Linked DNA regions of Anas platyrhynchos: region 1 is linked to region 2. The links are chromatin contacts, called in public Hi-C maps. All regions are on one chromosome and are shown on one strand. Each heading gives the region's core, a stretch centred on a gene start, on an enhancer-like site or on the middle of the called end of the contact. The rest is flanking DNA. Distances are from core to core; before and after follow the strand shown. Region 1 holds the start of FLT4 (fms related receptor tyrosine kinase 4). Region 2 overlaps FLT4 (fms related receptor tyrosine kinase 4).

What was found. Hi-C and Micro-C count contacts between places; a contact is called where the count stands out from the background.
Region 1: a contact with region 2 is called in a Hi-C map of skeletal muscle, with 7 times the contacts expected there. The contact joins the promoter of FLT4 here to the enhancer-like site in region 2. A contact is called at or near these places in 3 of 8 Hi-C or Micro-C datasets (F1 follicle, skeletal muscle and subcutaneous adipose tissue).

The regions. Positions count from the first base shown.
Region 1 is chr14:5,678,717-5,681,416 of IASCAAS_PekinDuck_T2T, reverse strand. It overlaps FLT4 (fms related receptor tyrosine kinase 4), which reads left to right and starts at 1,309. Exons shown (of 30, transcript XM_072023398.1): 1 at 1,309-1,541. The coding sequence starts at 1,484.
Region 2 is chr14:5,640,194-5,642,893 of IASCAAS_PekinDuck_T2T, reverse strand. It overlaps FLT4 (fms related receptor tyrosine kinase 4), which reads left to right. Exons shown (of 30, transcript XM_072023398.1): 12 at 1,783-1,891; 13 at 2,606-2,700. Among named protein-coding and RNA genes, the nearest start is that of RNF130, 20 kb to the right of the region's middle. Within about 2 kb of position 1,298, at least 1 of the 8 cell types and tissues checked has an H3K27ac peak or open chromatin away from gene starts, as enhancers often do.

The sequences.
Region 1 (2,700 bases), core at 60-2,559, 39 kb before region 2:
AAGATGAGTGTGCTGGAGAGCAACTTCAGGGTTAAAAACTAATTAATTGGGCTGGGGGGAGCTGGGTAAAATAACCACCGTGGCTTGGATTCCCTCTGACAGCGCCAGGAGAGGGACAGGGCGATCCCTTCCACAGGTTTGGCAGCAAGAGCAGTTGAGCACACAACAAGTTTTCCTGCCTTTTAGAAGCCACGAGCACATGGTTCTCATTCAGCCTCCCTTTTTTTGTGTGTGTGTCTACAAGCGTGTATAATCAATAACCCTCTGGGGCGCAGCATGGGGCCGTGTTTATTTATCTACTTGGTGTTTGGTGGGCAGCAGGGGCTGTGCCCACTGTGCTGGTGCTTTGCCCACCATGCTGGTGCTGTGCCCGCCGTGCCAGCACGCTCCCGGAGCTGTGCCATCGCTCCTGACCTCAGGGCATTCACAGCCCGTTTGCAGCCAGCCAGGGGAGCACACGGGATGCTGTGCCATCCCGCTGCCAGCACCGCGGCACCCAGTGCCTCCAGGCCCAGCTGGCATCCCACCGCTGCCACCGTCCTCTCATGGGGAGATGAGTGCATCCCGGGGTGTGAAAGATGGGTTGGAAAGGGGAAAGGAGAGAAAAGAGGAGTTTCTGGGGGGTTGCGGGAGCTGGTTCGTTGTGGGGTGCATGGATTTGGGTGTGGGGTTGTGTGTTTGGGTGTGGGAGTGCCCTGTCAGTGAGGTGTGGGGCACTTAGTGGTGCTGGGCAGCACCAGGGCTGCCTCAGGCTGGTGGTGATGCACTTGGATGGACAGCACAAGTGCAGGTCCCTAGTGCTGTCCCACATGAGCAGGGGTGCAAGCATGCACACAGGTGTGAGAACGCATGCAGGCATCTTTGGGTGCCCCCACGGTGTGCAGGACTGTGTGCCTAGGTGTGCACACACAGGTACGGGCTTTTGGGGAGCATGCAGGCATGAAGACGAGACACATGTGGCATGTGCGTGCTGATGGGAGAGGGCATTTGTGTGCCTTTCCCGGGTCTGAGAGCTCGGGCTGCGCACCCAGGTGCACGCGTGGAAGAGGGCAGTGGGGGGATGTTGGCAGGCAGGGGCGGGTGGGATGCAAACACCCATGGAGGGGTGGATGCACGCGGGGGATGCTCACAGGTGTGGATATACACAGGAGATGCTCACAGGTGTGGATGCACACAGGGGGGATGCTCTCACCCCCGCACCCCCTCCCACAGCCCCACCGGTGCCCGGAGCCTCAGGTGCGCCCCCCCCTCGCCGCCTCCCACCCCGCCCCGCCCCGCTCCGCCCCGCCGCCCGCCCGGCGCCCCGCGGGCTCGGCGGAGGGCGGCGGGCGGCCCGGGCGGGCGGAGGAAAAGGAAACGGCCCCGGTGCTCCCTCCCCGCCCGCCGCCGCGCGTCGCCGCAGCTGGGGCGCGGCGGGAGCAGAGCTCGGGCGCGGGGCGCTCCGCACCGCTCCGTACCGCACCGCCTGCCCGCAGCCCCGGAGATGAAGAGAGTTTGCACGCTGCCCCTCTGGCTCTGGCTCGGCATTGTCTCGGAGGCAGGTGAGCAGCGCTCAGGGAGCCGCGAAGGCTCCGTGCTCCGGCCGGGGGATGCGGGCTGCCCGCCCGGCACCTGCGGAGGAGCCGGGGACGCGGGGATGGGGCTGCCCCGACGGGACGGGCACCGGGAGTGTCCCCCCTCCGGGTGTCTCCCGGAGCCGGCAGGGAGCGGCGCTGCCCTCCTCGGGATCCCCGAGCCCCGCCGCGTCCCGCCCCGGTGGCCGCCAGCCCCGACGGGGCGCGCCCGGTGCCCGCCCGGTGGCCCCGACGCAGGGGACGGGGGGACGCCGCCACCTCCCCGCACCTCCCGCGGGAAGGAACCGCGTGGGGCTCTCGGAGCAGGGATTTCTCCGCGTGGGGAAGCACCCGGAGGCCGACCCCCTGCCCGGTTTATTTCTGTTTCGTACTCGGAGGCATCGCTGGGGAGCGCCGGGCAGCGCGCTGGGGAGGAAGGCACCGGGAGGCGGTGGTCGGTGCGCGCCCTCCGCTCTCCCCGCTGTCCCCCCCAGCCGCTTGCTGGTGGCTCTGCTCCCCCTGGGAAGCCCCCCAGGGCAGGTGGCTGGTGAAATATTTCCTACAGCGCTGGGGGAAAAGGCTGGTGGGCAGCGAGCTGAATCCCCGGGGCTGTGTGCGCTCAGGTGGCTGCTGCACCGCGGCACAGAGGGGGCTGCGGAGCCCTTTTGGGGAGCGGGGGCCGTGGGGCAGAGCTGAGCCGGGTGGGCTCGCGTGGGTAAAGAATTTACAGGAGGAGAAAGTTAGCAGTGCAGGGAGAACCTGGAAAAATAGATTTGGGGAGTATAAATGGAATTTTCTCTCCCCTCAGCTCAGTGACTCACTGTCACCAGTGGCGTTTGCTGCTGTCGTCGAGACGAGCTCGCGGGCGGGCTGCAGGTCTGGCTGCAGTGGTGCAGAGGGGTGGTACGGGCAGAAATTGGGACTGTGACCCTGCTCTGCCCAAAACCTCACAGCTGGCTCTTGTGCCACGGTGGGCTGCAAGAGCTTGGGGAGCTTCAGCAGGCAGGGACCCGCTGCTGGTGGCATCGCGGCGGGAGCTGCAGCTGTTCAGAGCTCTCCTGTTAGCAATTTGTAAAGCAGCGTGTGGCTGTCTCGGGTCCTTTCATCTCCCAGAGGTGCAGGGAGCTGTGCCTGAGAGGCTGTGGCC
Region 2 (2,700 bases), core at 49-2,548:
AGGAACATCTCTCCCTCGTTGCGGTGTGTGACCTGCAAACAGCTGGACAGTGCTCGCTGCCTGTTGCTTTCTGTCCCTCTGGTAGCCGCAAGTGTCAGGTCTGTGCCCCGCGCCGCAGCAGGGTTCCTGTTCCCGCTGGTGTCGGGCACCGGCTGCTCACAGAGGGATGCAGAACAAACAAATGGGCCCCCGTTTCCGAAAGTCACTTCCTGTTTTCCTACACACCTCCAAAGGCACTTCCCGTTCCCCGGCCTGGCCGGGAGTTCGTCACTCTGCCAAAAGGGTGGCAGGGGCAGACACTGCTCCTCCCAGAGCAGCCGAAGGGAAAGGCAGCGATCAGCATCGCGTCCCCTGGGGAAGGGAGCGGGGGTGCCGGGAGCTCCTGGGTGAGATGACCTCGTGTCCCCCTCCCGATGTGACTCTCATCTCGGTTCTTCTGTCTCTCTAGACCTTTTGCTGTTTCCCACGTTCATTTTCCCTCTTTTTTTTTTTCCCTCTTCCTCCTGTTCCACAGCAGTGTCCTCATTCCCTGTCTGTTAGGTGCTAACCACCCTTGCAGGTCCCACTCAGGTTGTGCACACCAGGGACATGCAAGAGCTTCAGGAGAGGAGAGCCCTTCCACTATATCCCCAGAGCTCCTTTCTCTCCCTCTCCTCCTCTTTTCTGACTGTCTTCTTTTACCATCTTCCTCTGGTTTTTATTCTGCCCATAAAGGCCACAATGAGCCACCATGCGTGCAGTGCACAGCCATGCACTCTGGATGGCAGGATGATGTCAAATGCAGATAAACCCAGCTTAAATGTAACGGTACCCATTAGAGGGAAAATCCCCAAGCATTAAAGGCTGCACTCAGAAGTGCCACCAGTAGGGTCACTTCAGCTGTACTGAATATTCCCAGGAAACAGAAAAGGCAGCGTACAAAAGTGCTAGTAATAAGGTCACTTGAGCTGTAATGAATATGCACAGAGTGAATGTCTGCTCCTTCTGATTTACACAAGCTAATATATTGCCACTTAGAATTAAAATCCCTTCCGAAGTGTATGGGATGAATAGTAAAGACAAAGCACTTTCCCTATAGGAACTAAATCTTTTGCATTTTAAGCATTGTCTCGTTAGAGGGATCATTGCATGTAATTACCTTGTCATTTAACTGGGGAGGGGAGAAGGAGAAGCCTGTGCTTCAAACTGCAGATCTCCTCTAAGGGGAGTGCTTGTAACACATTTGGCAGCTCACATGCGTTCAGTGTGAGCCGGGAGGAGGAGAGCCGCCCTCCTCCCCCTCTGCCTTTCCTGGCTCCTTTGGAGGCGGCATCTCCTGGGACCGAGCTCCCAGGACAGCAGCCAGGCTGTTTGCCCAGCCTTACTCATGTCTCGCTGGAAGGACAGATGAGGAAGCTTTTAGGATCGCGTCTATATGCACTTGGAATGTAAAAGGATGATAGCTCTTCCTGAAGTGGTGAGAGCTGGGATGCTTCCAGAGGGCTGATTTCCACTTATGGATAAAAGGAGAACAAACAGGTCTGTAAGTACCTGTAAATCCCACCAAGCTCTGTGGGACCCTAAGCAGTCACCTAACCAACTGCAGAGGGCTCAGGGAACCAGTCTCTGCGTCCCTTCCCTTTCTCCCCAGCCTATTTTTGCATAACCCTTTTCCAGGTACAGCTGCCCTCTGGGGCCAGGCTTGTTGTGTGTTTTGCTGTCTGCCAGAGAGCAGGGCTGATCCTACTTTTCTCTTCCCCTTCATCCTTCCTAACTTCTTCTGATGCTCTCTTCCCCCACCAGACAGTCAGCAAACTGGCCATCCAGGAGGCCAACGTCTCAGCCATGTACAAGTGCATCGCCTCTAACAAAGTGGGTCGGGACGAGCGGCTGATCTACTTCTACGTGACCAGTGAGTACCGCGGGTGTCTCTTCCACACACGTCGGCTGGGCTCTCTGCCTGGAACAGGCAGGTCCCAACACCTGCCAGATCCTCTCCTTCACACGTAGCACCCTACACAGTCACCAGGAAGGCAGCAGGAGAGCAGGGGTGCCCCACAGCTCCGCCAAGTAGCAAAAGCTTGGAGCCCTGGCAGCAGATAACACAATCAGATCTGGAGATGAGCCGGTGTGGCTATGGCTAAGGGATGTGCCTGGTCCGAGAGCATCCTCTAGTGGCACTGCCAGAACCACTCCCAGGCAGGGTCCTTCTGGCCACAGCCCTTGGCACGGTCCCCACAGGATTTTGGTAGTGGGAGAAAGCCAAGTTTGTAGGAGCTGGAGCCCAGCAGCGTGGGCTGGGGTCTTGGCCCATATGGGGCCACATAAGCTTCCTGCCAGCAGTACCCTGTGATGGCAGGAACCTGGTTGTGCCTGCTGGGGACAGGGAACCCAGCAGGGGCACAGCAGTGGGCAGGGGTTTATCTTCAGGCCTGTCTAGAGAGACCCCAGAAGCCTCGTAGGCAGTACCCGTGCTGTCAGCAGCCTTTGTGGAGGCAGGTGAATACCTGCAACCACTGAGGACAGCAGGGTCTTAGAGAGCTGCACCCAAGGAGACAATTTCAATGTGCGTGCCTGGTAGTGGAGCCAAGAAAACTCATCCACATGTTCATTTCCTTCTCGAAAGCTATTCCAGATGGGTTCGAGATTGAATCCCAGCCCTCGGAAGAGCCCATAGAAGGACAGGACCTACAGCTGAGCTGCAACGCAGACAACTACACC